2 separate regions of the Bombyx mori genome follow, and region 2 is linked to region 1. A link is a contact called in public Hi-C data. All regions are on one chromosome and are shown on one strand. The core of a region is the stretch at or near the end of the contact, and the rest is flanking DNA. Distances in the headings are between cores, read along the strand shown.

Region 1 (7,362 bases), core at 2,994-5,493:
TTTCTAATGTTTCAATATTCAAATTACCATTTATGACACCTGTATAATATATTAACCTCTTTTAAGATTTATTTCATAAATCCTATGGAGGTTACAACACTACATAGTATAAAACAAAGTCGCTTTCTCTGTCCCTATGTATGCTTAAATCTTTAAAACTACGCAACGGATTTTGATGCGGTTTTTTTTTATAGATAGAGTGATTGAAGAGCAAGGTTTATATGTATAATAACATCCATTAAATAGTGGAGAAATCAATAATAAATTACAGTTTCCGAAGCGAAGCGAGGGCGGGTCGCTAGTACATTATATTATAGTGTGTATTCCTGCTGTGTTAATTATAAATAAATAACATTCTTATTTTCAGTTGACAGATCCTCTCGTGTGGCGCGTTCCAGTCGGGAACTCCAACCACTTCTACATCATCGGCATAGGTACAGCATTCGCCATAATGGTCGGCACCACAATGGTGATCAGAGCGATGCATGACCACATTTTGAAGCACCGACGTCTGATTATACGATGATTTTGTGGGCGTCTCACAATGCGAAGGGCGGTTGATGCTTGAAGTTCACCACCACGTTCTGTTGTTAGTATGTTAAAATATAGAATGTATTTGACCTGCCCATGAAGACTCCACATGTTAGCTACTTAAGTTACTGGACACGTCAATTATATATTTTTTTAATTTTATTTATTTATGTACACACCAAAAAAAAGAAGACATAGTACAGAGTAATAGGAAAATTATGTACAAAGGCAGTGCTTATTTCTTTAAGAAAACTCTTCCAACAAACCTGCGAGAGGATTATGAGAATAATAATTAAAAGTGATGAGTAAAATAATAAAAACAACATTGACTTCCTGTCAAAGCCATTTGCCATTAAGCCACAAACAATTTTTAAATGAAACTTCTTTAGGGGCGTTGAGAGTAAAATTTAATTCTCTAGTTACGGCTAGAGAGAAAAGATTAGAGATGAAACGGATATCCGGTAACTGTTAGGTCCACACATGATTTCACTATCCGGCCGGATACCGGATAGTAAATCAGTATCCGGTCGGATTTAGAATAGTAATATTAAAAAAATAGCATGGTTATACAAAAGGCAAATAATACCACAATAGGCTATGGACAACTTTTATTTTTATAATCGCACGTCAAAAGTGATTGTTTTATCAATTAGTTTGTTTAATACTCAAAATTAACAAGTGGCAAATTGTAGTGAATGAATACCAAATCGTCGTCGTACCGAGTCGTCGCGATCTTCGCTTACGTGCAACAACACCCGAACGCGCACCAATATTTCCGAAAGGGTCGAATATTCGGTAGCCGAATATCCGGCGCTCCGGGCTCGCACCTTGCTGAATATTCGGTATCCGCTATCCGGCCAAAGAATCCGGCCGGAGAAAGCGAGCTAGGTCGTTTCTCTTATACACATTCTGTTTACGGGCGTCGGCCACTAAATGGCTTGTTAATATTTTCTCATTGCTCCTGTAGATGGCAGTAACATATTAACTCCTTTTTTTCAATGAAGGATTTAAAACATATATAAATATATAACATATCGACGCTTGAGAGGCAAACGTGACTAAGCGACAATGCGTGAACTTTACACTAGACTAGTTTAAAGTTGAAATACCTGAAAACAAAATTTATTTTGTCGAATCCAGCTGTAGTAGAATCTAGCTAGTAGCTCTAGGATTGAAATGATTTTAATAGACCTAGAAATATATTTTTTTTGCGCATCGAATATGGTCATTGCCTATCATTTTTGTACAAAGCAGTTATTGTCGCTTAGTCACGTTTGCCTTTCAAGCGTCAATATATAAATGGCGAGGGGTCGTTTCTTTTATACAAAACATTCCGTATTATAAAATAAATTTGATATAAGGATAAAAAATTAAGAAAACCACAATACACTGCAAAAGAAGTTTCACTTCTTTCACATGTTTCAAGTTGCATACACACCATAATTTTTTTTAAATATTAAATTTGTTACTTCATTTTTCTAGAAAGCTCTCTCCAGTAGTGTTAATAGGTAGTCTTTGTTAAGTGAGTTTTTTTAGCACATTTTAAATAATAATGTTGAAGTGGTAAATAATATTTTTGAGGCTCTTGGAAATTTTAGACTGCAATTGTTTTTAGTGATTCCTCTAAAATAAGATTAAAAAGTAATAAGTGTTTTTCGGACTATGATGTATACATGCAGATGCATTTACGCGCAATTGTAACATAGTTTAAAGTTTTAATACTGTTATGTTTTTTTTACTGGTGGTAGGACCTCTTGTGAGTCCGCACGGGTAGGTACCACCGCCCTGCCTATTTCTGCCGTGAAGCAATAATGCGTTTCGGTTTGAAGGGTGGGGAAGCCCTTGTAACTTTATTGTATACCTTAGAACATGACATGCTTCTAGGTGCTATCTTCATCTCCCGAGATAAAATCTTTTGCTTTCAGACAGGATTTCTTCGAATTCTTTCCCTTGCTGCTTTGACCACCTTTTTCGTACGAACACTACGTGGACGGCGAGATCTTTTTCTGTCACAAACAGAGGAGGTCTCATTGCACCTATTAATAGCCCGGTACACAAACATTTTACTAATACCAAGCGTATGGAGAGTTTTAAAAATTGCATTTGGCTCCATACCTACATTGTGTAATGCAATCACAGCGATTCGGTTCTCTTTATCACCCCACTCCATTTTAATATCGCAAAATATTGTACAATGTATTGGCGCCAAAATGAGAAAACTCAATGAGCAATCATATAAAAATAACAGATTCCAAATTCAAATGTAATATTTTGTTTATTTTTAATTATAACAGTATTTATGGCCAGACTAAGTATTAAAATAAATCAGGAAGCTATAATAATAAAATTATTTACTCATTCTAAAAAGAGAGGTCCGCTGTAGTCCAAGATATTTTAGTCGATCCTATGGTTTTAGTCTTAAATCATGCCGCCATCGCAAAATTGAACCCATTTTATTCTGTAAAGAGTAGACCGTAACTACTTCGTAATGATATGATCGTAACTATAATCGTTAAATGTAACTACAGTATATACTCAGATCTTAGAACTTATATTTCAAGGTGGGTGGCGGCATTTACGTTGTAGATGTCTATGGGCTGCAGTAACCTCTTAACACCAGGTGGGCAGTGAGCTCGTCCACCCATCTAAGCAAAAAAAAGGTGGATCAAAGCGAGAATGTTGCTCCATCCCTAAGACAGGGTTGAAATCCCAATTCCATTGTACTACGGCTGCCCCAGCCTTAGTAGCGGAATGCATGATGGCTTCCCAGCAGAAATATGCGGACTCACAAGACGTCCTAACACTATATTTTTTTTTATGTTATTAGAACTGTGTCCATAGTATTAGAAGTTTTAAATGTTCGCCATTCCGTATAGTTTTAACAGGGCTACATAAACAATAATATCTAGTCGTAATTCTAAGAGAATGTAATATTAAAACGAATAAAGTTGTTTCATTGAATTTTGTTTTAATTACGAGTGACTATTTTCCTAATTCTCTTCGAGTGAAATTTAATTAAGCAAAGGCACTATGTCCAGGATTCGAAAGTAGAGCCCCGGTACAGTACTCTAAATCAATGACCACTACAACGAAAAACGGCAGAACTAGGATAAAACATTATTTATTACGTTTTTACCTGGACGTTGATTGACTGTCGTCATTGTTCTATACCAAACATGTTTCAAAATTATTATTCGTTAATTGAATTCCTGTCAAAGATTTAGAGCCAATTTTTTGTAGATTTTTTCAACGGTCTCCTAAATTGCAATAATTAATTTACGTTTGGAGCGTGTGAAACCTGGACAGCTTCAATTTATAGTTTTGGGAATTTTAAAACTCACAAAAAATGATAAAAGTGACATCTGTGATTTAATCGTGGAACTGTTGGATTCGTGTTTTTAAAGTTCCTGCATAGACAGAGAAGCATAAGTTTATAATTTTAACCTAATCCGGTACCTAGGTGGCAGCACAAGTATCAATTCGCCTGGCTAGAGTACAAAAACCTGTTTTATAAACCAAAACATTGAATAGGTAGTGAACACATACTAATTGTATTGAGTGATACAACTACAACTATACAGCGCAACCCCTATACGAATAGTTTATTTTAGTATTATAAATCACTATCGAAGGAAGGTTAATATTGTTTCGAAATGCTCCCTTCTATCTCGCAATTAACAATGAAGCGAGTGACAGAAGTTTACTTTGCAAAATGTTTGCCGAACCGCAAAGCCCAGACAAGACTATGTCAACTACAATCCCTACATTTGCATATGAAAGGGCAACGCATGGTTCGAATTATTCACAGGGCCAGCGTTCGCAACGCTACCGAGCCGGTCGAGAGACGAACAAGGAAAACGGACACCGGCCGGAGGCGGAACGCACCACGTCGGAGTTGGAGATATGGATTTAAGATTAACGAGGGCAGAGGGCGCCGGGGCCGGGGCGGGCGGGAGTGACGGGGCGGTGCAGGCGCGGTGCAGCGGGCGCCGGGGATCGATGTTAGGGCGGGGCGCGGGCGGCGGGGCGGGGCTCCACTCGCGCTCAGTCCGCCTCGGGGCCGCGTCCGCGCGGTCGTCGCTCGTCACTCGCTGCGGCGCGCCGGAGTGAGTCCGCGGGTGCAGGCCGGCGGCGGCGAGCCTCGCGCCGCCCGCCCCCGCGCCGATGTAGCCCGCAGTCGGAGTGCTCCTGCCCCGCGCCGCCCGCCCCCGCCTCGTCGCCGCGCGCGCAGTCTAGCCGCCCGCCCGCCCGCACCGCGTCTGCGACCCGTGTTCCTGTGGGCCCGCCAGCGAGACGGCACCGTGCAGGAGGTGCACTGCGAGGACTACGACCCGCGCAATCGCATCCGCATAGCGCGCACCCCGGCCGGCTGGCGCGTGATCCCGCGCACCGAGATCTACAACTCGATTCGCATCCCTCCCGTGCAACCGCGGGACCGTAAGGAGCGGCGCCGGCGCCGACGATCTGACGGCCCGCGTCGTCGTCGCCCGGCCGTCCCGGAGCCCGCACCTGCGTGGCTCCCCCCCGACCTGGAGTCGCACATTCCCTCCCACACGATAGCGGTGCCTCGCCAGCAGGTGCCCGAGCCGACACCGCTCGACAACCTGCTGGCGGTCGCCGAGCTCGAATTCAACCAACAGCGCGGTGAAGAGGCGCTCGGGCTGGATCTGCAGGCTGCCGTCCCGGCGCATCCTCCCGCCGCCCCGTCTTACTCTTTCCTGCAATCGGAAGAGGTAGCGCGGGACGTCATGTCCTTTGATCTGAGCGCATCGAAGCCACCGGAAGCGATGTATTACGAGCGCAAGGCCCAAGCTCAGAACTGTACCGAAGACAGCGCTTACGGCGGCGACATGAGCGTGCACAAGGATCTGTTCGATACGATCAGTGAAGCGCACTATTTGCCAGAGCTTGGAGGACCTCACGATGAAGCATTGCTAGATTCGCTGGTCGAAAAAGGTTGCGAAGATAACCAAATCCTCGGACAGACGCTGGACAAACTCGCCCATCTAGTTCACGGGGCCGCCGAGTACGCAGAGTCTGAGGAGGACATGTTGTTAAATAACGGTCCAGTCTCTGATATCATCGACAGACTCGAACACTCACTCGAATCACCGAGCCGGAGCAGCATTACCGCTGCTCAGGGTCTTCTGCACCTTCACCACATAGGCGATCACCACCTTACCCAACCGGAGCATCAAAGTTCCGTGGAGAGCTATATGTCGGATGAAGTGTTTGTAGCGGAACCTTCCAGTGATTGTGGCCTTCAGGCGCTTAGCGAAGCCTCCGTAATGCAAGCGACTAACAACGTCAATCACTACACTGACCCCATAGAAAAGAGTATACATGACGACGTGGCGTCATCCGACACGATGTATTCAGAACAAGTATCTGATTTACAAGAGAGCTATGAATCCGAAAAACGTTACGTAGAACCCCAGGGGTCGATACCTGACCAAAGCGATGACACATCAACTGAGGACGAACCCAAAGACGCTACATCACAAAATAAAGACGAAGATTGTCAGACCGACGGCGAGCTTGACAGTAAAATTGAGGAGCCGGACATAGACGACCAGCCTCCCGATGATGAGCCTATTCTGAATTTAGCTCAAGAACTATCACAGGCGTCAACTAACGATGAAAATTCACCGACTGACTTAAGCGTTAAACATGTCGATAAAGATATACCTAAAGTAGTGGCTAGGGCAGCCGAGACCACACACGCTATCGAAGACAATTTGTCGGACAAGAGTGATGAACAACCTAAAGATCTAAGCGTACACAGAAGGATGGCCACTCCGCACGCCTCACCGCGGAGGATAGAAATACCGCGAGCACCTTCGAGAGAATCAGATGCGATGCAATCTCCTCAGCCCAGTGGCATACCGGCAGTGCCGTCGTCGCCGGAAATCTTCACGATGCCCGTGACAAAAAGTAAACAGGCTCTATTTTTAGAAACACTACTTTCGTCTCCGTCACCTAAAATGTATACATCCGAAGTTACGATCACGAAGCAACAGTGCGAACCCTTGAATTTAGGAAAACACAGGAAGTCAGCCAGCCCGACAGTGTCGAGCTGCTCGGATGAAATTAGGAAAATTAACAAGGAATTCGGCGAGCCTCAAGAGAAACGTATAAAACGTGAATCAACCGAGGACCTCGCTAAGATAAATAAAGTGTTCAACAAGTGCGGAGAAGTTAAACCTAAAAAGATCGAATGGCCCGCGTTCAATTTCGACGACGACCCTATCAAACAGCTACAGACTCTCAAATCAAATGCAGATTATAACGTTCCAGACCCGATGTTGATCCCGAAGGATAAGTTAAATTTGATACTTGCCTCTCCCGGCAAAGAAATAATGAACTTATTGAGTTCAAGGCCGGAATTACAGCTCCCGGAGGCATTCGCCTTTCCTGCCGTGCTGCAAGACCCCGATGTACTCGTCATATCATTATCACAATTAGAAACTATTTTAGAAAATCAAAATAAGGGAAAAACATCGCCCAAACCTAAAGATCCTAAGCCGGCATCGAAACCGACGCCGGTCGCTGAACCGCCGACAACGCCATGCACCGAACCGTCTACCACTCCTCAACCTGACCAGCAGACGAGTCACCCAAAGCCGATACCGTCGATGGATGCCTTAGCTGGGGACATCGACGCCGCGACCTCGGCTGCACTCAACCACATGCTGTGGCTACCTTACCTCACTCAATTGGAGGCGGTAGCCAACTGTTCGCAGAGCTTAAATTTCTTGAAAGCATTAAATTCCTCAGGATACAACCCATCGAATTACGCAGAGTTGACGCAGATGTTCAACCCGGCGTCTC
Region 2 (7,362 bases), core at 3,011-5,510, 77 kb after region 1:
GGCAGAAACAGGTAGGGCGGTGGTACCTACTCGTGCGGACTCACAATAGGTCCTACCACCAGTAATTACGCAAATTATTATTTTGCGGGTTTGATTTTTATTACACGATGTTATTCCTTCACCGTGGAAGTCAATCGTGAACATTTATCAAGTACGTATTTCATTAGAAAAATTGGCACCCGCCTGCGGGGTTCGAACACCGGTGCATCGCTAGATACGAATGCACCGGACCTCTTATCCTTTAGGCCACGACGACTTCAGAACTAATTCACACAATTCCGCTCCTCGCGTTCAATAACACAAAGTTGTTATTTTAATCAACAAAATACATTAAATAATTCAGGAATTATGGAGAAACATATGCCACATTCATAGTATAGGCGGTCACTAATCACAAACAGTCTTCTTTAGCGTTTGCACAGAGTAAAAAAAAAACATCCTCCAAAGCTTATCCTCACTCATTTTTATATATAAAGGAAAATAATACAGAATTCGTTCGGAAAGATACTCGACATTTGAAAACGTACGCACACACTCAAATAAAATACACCACAACTCACACACAGGCATTATCGATCAAAACGCGAGACGAGATACTGTATAGCCACCTATGTTTCACACTGACATCCGAATGTGACCTTTATACCTATGTAACGTACGTAGGAAATTCGTGTAACGCGTATTGACCTAGTGAGCGAATCGGAAAATTCTGGAACATTCAACGCTGCGATACTCTTCGACTATTTGCTTTAGTTTATTTAGTAGTAGGCATGTATTGGTTATTTGTCGACAGCAACAGAGAATAGGAGAATGTAGGTATTTAATGAATATAAAAATAAACAAGGACAATTTAAACAAGACAAAGAAACCTCCTAACTAAGCCATGTACTCATGATGAAGATACATTTTGCGGGAATAGGATAGGACTACTTCTTTGAACCCCTAAAAACAATATCTTAACTAACTGTTTTGTACATAAATGATAGGCAATAACCATATTCGATGCGCAAAAAATATATATTTCTAGGTCTATTAAAATCGTTTCAATCCTACAGCTAGATTCGTTAAAATAGAATTTTTTTCAGGTATTTCAACTTTAAATTAGTCTACTGTAAAGTTCACGCATTGTCGCTTAGTCACGTTTGCCTTTCAAGCGTCGAACTATAGTTTTTCCTACTTATTTGCTAGTAGCTTGAGGGGCTATTCTAGCTAATAATAACTACTAGAGGTCCCGCAGTAGTCGAAATTCGACTATAATTAATTGGAATTGTAAGTTTGTACACTATTATGATTGTATTTTATACATTTTATACTTCTATAATCACAAATTTCGCCAAGACAAACAATATTTAATGTATTCTCAATTTGACAACAGACGTCAAGAATAAAAGTTTGACAATAAATAGTATGCATGCGTGTGTGCGTCAAATACATGGTATGTAGTGTGTGTAATGTTTTCTTTATTGATTTAATGTATCTTTTATGCATTATTTAAAAAAAAAATTAGCATTGTGCACTTCTTCTCTATATTCTCTAAAAGTGTGGAAAATTTCGTACTCCTCCGTCCGCGCAATTTTCGTAAAAAGGGATACAAAGTTTTTGCTTCACGTATTAATGTATAGATAATAACTATGCGACCCGGACAACGAACGGACCGAAAAACTTTTCCGCCCTATAACAATTTTTCCTTAGAAGTTTTGCATCTTTCGTCGAAAATAACTAGCATCAAAAATTTCAATATACAACAAATTAATTAGTACCACGACTAAAGCATGTTTCGTATTTATAAAAAAAAAACATACCCCTATTATTTTTAAAACAAATATTTATAATGTGTGACTAACGTCTATGTATAAATGTTTTTAAATTTGTTTGTTCATATCTAAATAATGATTTACTTGTTGTTTGTTGGTAATTCGGGAAAGTGTATTTTCATGTTTGCTTTTTCATTTTTGTATTTGCGCTAGTAATTTTAGACAAATGACATTGTGAGAGATAGAAGATAGATAATGGATCGTCATATGATTCAGCTGGTTACGCGCTAGGGATAAATAAAAATTCTACCGAAGTACAACATGAAAACTGTATTTATCACATAGAACAAACACAGAACACTTTAAAATTCTCAATTCGCTTCTTCCGCTTCGCTTCAGGTGATCCGTTCGCTGTTTCGCTTCGAGTAGATCCGATTACTGACTGACTGCGTGTCATATCTGCAACGCTTTTACAGTCGAGATGTAATCCCTAGAATCGTCGAGAATATCTCACAAAAGTCGAGTATTGTGTGTTTCCGCTATCTGATAATAGATGGCGTTGTTCTTCTCGAGCGTTCAAAATGCTACCAGATCCTTTGATATTTATTCGACTATTCGGCGATAGATGGCGTTACTCTTACCGGTGTAACATTATTATTACCTCTATATACGCATGAGACATTCTAGTATGCTATTAATCGGATTTCGGATTTGCCACAGAAGTACGTGACTGATATAATATGTACATACACAGATGTAGGAAATATGAACAAAACCTATTTACTCAGTATAATGTGCCGATCACGTATCTTACCGCATCGGAGATATTTTTTTTCTTATTACTTAGATGGGTGGACGAGCTCACAGCCCACCTGGTGTTAAGTGGTTACTGGAGCCCATAGCCGTTTACAACGTAAATGCGCCACCCACCTTGAGATATAAGTTCTAAGGTCTCAGTATAGTTACAACGGCTGCCCCACCCTTCAAACCGAAACGCATTACTGCTTCACGGCAGAAATAGGCAGGGCGGTGGTAGCCACCCGCGCGGACTCATAAGAGGTCCTGCCACCAGTAATTACGCAAATTATAATTTTGCGGGTTTCATTTCTATTACACGATGTTATTCCTTCACCGTGGAAGTCAATCGTGAACATTTTTTGAACATCATGAACCATAATTATATAGTTATTTTTGCTGTTTTAAAAAGAGCTCATCACGCTTTTTATTTTATTGGGAGCACGGCCCGCCTTGTATTAAGTGGTTATCAAACATGAAGTCGAAGTGATGTTTCTCTATAGAACGACGGTGATCGTTCCGAGAATACTCCGCCTACCGTCAGAATGGGCGTGTCTTAAACTAAAAATGATAAAATCCATATCTAATCTACCATCCTACACATTTCACGTCAATTAAGAAAATGTAATTTTATTATCTGAACATAAAGAATAATGAATTATTAAAGTTATTATATTCCAGCACTCAGGGTTTATTGTTTTGCGAAATTGTTTTATGAAATTAGATTTTTTTTTCGATCTCTTACTTACTTACTTCTCGAGTTTTATATTAAACTGTTTCTTGTATTTATTCAGTACATATAAATTGTTGTTTTAATACAACTTCATCGGAATATAATCGTAGCGATCTTTAATGTCAAATTAAAAATGTTATTTCCATAAGACTTATATAAAGGTTTGTACATATAGTATATATAGAAATATATACATAATATTTTCTAAAACTTTCACGACTCACAGATATTTAAACGTTTTTTTTGCCCTTGGCCTTGTAGGCGAACGAGCATACGGCCCACTTGATAGTGAGTGGTTACCGTCGCCCATGGACTACAGCAATGCCAGGGGCAGAGCAAAGTCGCTGCCTACCGTTAAAAATAAAGTGCGTACGATACATTTACGCATTCCCGAAATTAGTATCTTCATGCATTTACTACTTTTCGATTTTAAGTACATTATTGTAACGAATAAAATATTATAAAGCTGAAGAGTTTGTTTGTTTGAACGCGCTAATCTCAGGAACTACGGGTCCGGTTTGAAAAAATTATTTAGTGTTAGATAGCCCATTTATCGAGGAAGGCTATAAGCTATGTAACATCACGGTAAGACCAATACAAGCGGAGCACCAATAAAGAATGTTTCAAAATCGGGTTTATTTTTATCTTTTGAGAGCGTCCGCTGCATGCGCTGCAAAAACGATTAAAGTTTCGCTAAAATAATGTATGACAGAATTGTTCCCCTTTAAAAGATCTATAAAAAGTCCGCGACAGTACATGTCTATATGTTACTGGTTGGCTCACTATAACGTTTTTTATGCTAACCAAATTTGTTCTAAAATAAAGCAGTATTTGTGAACTATTCCACCCGGACGAAGTCGCGGGCAAAAGTTAGTAACGAATAAAAAAATATTTCATTTTTACACAATGGCAATATTGTTACATTTTTGGTTTGTGTAGGAGAATAGGCGTGAAAGGGTGGTACGCATGGGGTGGTACTGGGTCAGAGGGAGGCACACACCCCTTCGCGGGGACCACCCCTCGCTCTCCCGAATTCAGCGATACATTTTATATCCTATAATTAAATTTTCAAAATTCGTTTTAAAATTCATTTAAGAAACGATTTTTTGAATTTATTTATATATTAATACGTGAAGCAAAAACTTTGTATCCCTTTTTACGAAAATTGCGCGGACGGAGGAGTATGACATTTTCCATACTTATAGAGAATATAGAGAGGAAGTGCACAATGCTAATATTTTTTTAAATAATGCATAAAATATACATTAAATCAATAAAGAAAACATTACACACACTACCATGTATTTGACGCACACACGCATGCTTACTATTTATTTATTGTCAAACTTTTGTTCTTGACGTCTGTGGTAAAATTGAGAATAGATTAAATATTGTTTGTCTTTATTAATATTTTTCTATAGTGTAGTCTTGGCGAAATTTGTGATTATAGAAGTATAAGTCTTTGAAAATATATTCATAATAGTGTACAAACTTATAATTTCAATTCATTATAGTCGAATCTCGACTACCGGGCGACCACTTAGTTCGTTTTAAAATGCATTTAAGAATCGATTTTTTTAATTTATTTTTCCAACAATCTACCGTTTTCATTTGGTTTATTTTTATTTTAAAACCAGTAAAAAAACTGTTATTCCAATCTTTATAAAAAAATTCACCGCTCAACGGGTAGGATTCCCAGGAATCTGATGATACTGAGAATGAATCTATTTCTGAAATATACCTTAAAAACAAACGAAGGCAGAGTTAAGCAATCCAGGCGGCTTAGTAACACAAAATCGATATAATTACTTCAGTGCGCCGCGTAGGTCACCGGTGACCGGCATGGCAGTCAAAGGGCTAAGCACTGTTTAGGAAGGACTATACGAAAAAATGCAACTCGCAAGCTATAATTTTTATATTATTTTTATTTATTGCATATTTGTGTGGACGAGCTCACGGCCCACCTGCTATTAAGTGGTTACCGGAGCCCATAGACATCTACAACGCAAATGCCTAAAAAATCGCAGTAATTATATCGCACAATCATCATTATAATTCTAACTCCGGCCCTGCGTCCACGAAGCCCCAAAACATTTTTGCGAATACTTCCAACTAAACTAGAGGGAGAGAAACCCGCCATATTTGAAGTACGGAAGAAGAAAAAAAATCTAAACTTTTCTCCTCGTTCTGAATGGTTTTTGTCCGTTAGACTTGCAAAAGTTAATTAGAATGAAATAAAGAGCAGTTTTTCCGGCTTGTCGTTTTGATACAGAGAATTCTTTTCATGTGTACTTCTGAAAAGAAAAAAGAAAAATGAAACTGGCAGCAAATCACGCACGGTCATATCCGACCTCAAATTAAGATTCCATAAGCTATCGGTACCAGAGATTGACATATATACTTATATACGTTTAAATACATATAATGTATTATTTTATTCACAACAAAATAAAGTTTAGCTTAGTAAAACTACAGCACAAACTGACTTGCTCTATAAAGAGAAACAAAGTTGAATGTTATTGCTTCACCAGTTTTTATGTTTTTTTTTTATATTTCAATATTCAAACATTAGAAGAAGGAACATTAGAAATCTATTGTTCCTTCTTCTAATGTTTCAATATTCAAATTACCATTTATGTCACCTGTATAACATATTAACCTCTTTTAAGATTTATGTCGTAAATCATATAGAGGTTACATACATACATAGATAATAAACACTCAGACAAAGAGCAAACAAATATGTTTATCACACGAATGTTTGCCCGATGTGGGAATCGAACCCACGACCCTTGCCGCAACAATCACGGGCTCTAACAACTGTACCACCTAGTCAATCTGAAAATATATGAGGTTATGGAAAACTGGATCATTCTTTGCTTTTTTTTTAAAACAAATTTAACTGAATATCTTCTGAGCGGCTCCTGACTCATTAACGTTTTCGATAATCGTATAATAAATGTAACTTGATAAAATAGTTAACAAGCTACATAATACCTATATATACTTATACCAAACTAAAAATAAAACTAGATAACGTAAAAAATCGACCCCAAATCGATGCGCTCGCAGGGTAGGGCGTCCAAGAGGCTCGCGGCATTTGAATGGCCAGGCTCAACCTTTGTCCGAAATGCGCGCCAGCCCTTGGATCCCCTGAGGCGTCGATGAGGCGTGCGAAAATCTCCTTGAATAGCTGACGGGCCACCGCACCCCAAGGCCCCAAGTTCTCCACGGCAAAAGGCGCAAGTATATACGGCTCTCCTAAGGACGCATATTTACGCCTTTTATTGGTATAAAAGTTAATAAAAAAAAAAAAAAAATATATAAAATAAATGTAACTGAATTGAGTTTTCAAAATACCTAAGCCTGTAACAATATATAGATTGATAACTCTTTTCCCTTTCTCACTATAAAGAAAAAAAAGCGTTTCTAACGATCAATGTTCGTTCAGAAATAGTAATTTTTTTTTTTATTTTTTTTTAACTTAAATAAATATATTTTTCTATAGACATTTGGAAGAGCTCGGACGGCCAAGAGTTATGCGGATACCGCGGAATTGGGGATCAGTGTGCTTAGTTCGAGAACAGCGCCCCTAGTGGCAAACGTAGGCAAACGTTCCAAACCCATACAAACTTGAGTTAACTTTTACGCTATCGAGAACGTTAAAAAACTCGCACTAAGCACACAGAACGTTGAACCCCGCCGCTCACCTTCAGAAATAAGGTCGAACTCCCAATTGTATTATATAACTGTTGCCCCACCCTTCAAATCGGAACGCATGACCGCTTCCATTTCGCTATCTGAGCAGAATACACCTCGGTGGAGATTTATCGATTTCCTTTAACCAGTAACATCCAATGACCGAAAATCGACCTAAATCACTCAGACCTAAAGTTTTAAATTCGTTTAATTAAAAAATAATGTTTCCAAATTCTCTATTGGTAGTAGCTAAGGCACATTAATAACTTCTAATCAAAAAAAGACACGAAAATCTGTTGATAAGCAAAAGATAATCTGGTACTTACTGGTTTTTTCTTTTCTATTTTGTATGTCTCGATAGTACAATTGCAACTGACAGCC

What was found. A called contact is a pair of places that touch in the nucleus more often than the background predicts.
Region 2: a Hi-C map of posterior silk gland shows a contact between it and region 1, with 2.1 times the contacts expected there. The contact joins the enhancer-like site here to the promoter of LOC105841518 in region 1. A contact is called at or near these places in 2 of 7 Hi-C or Micro-C datasets (middle silk gland and posterior silk gland).

Annotation. Positions count from the first base shown.
Region 1 is chr8:1,717,692-1,725,053 of ASM3026992v2, forward strand. It overlaps LOC105841518, which reads left to right and starts at 4,244. Exons shown (of 3, transcript XM_062669578.1): 1 at 4,244-4,425; 2 at 4,538-7,362. The coding sequence starts at 4,244. LOC101736799 (phosphatidylinositol-glycan biosynthesis class X protein) reads left to right here. Exons shown (of 5, transcript XM_062669643.1): 5 at 368-3,492. The coding sequence ends at 526.
Region 2 is chr8:1,794,786-1,802,147 of ASM3026992v2, forward strand. The region is part of intron 2 of LOC105841518; the gene reads left to right. Among protein-coding and RNA genes, the nearest start is that of LOC134199225, 30 kb to the right of the region's middle. Within about 2 kb of position 4,261, at least 2 of the 8 cell types and tissues checked have open chromatin away from gene starts, as enhancers often do.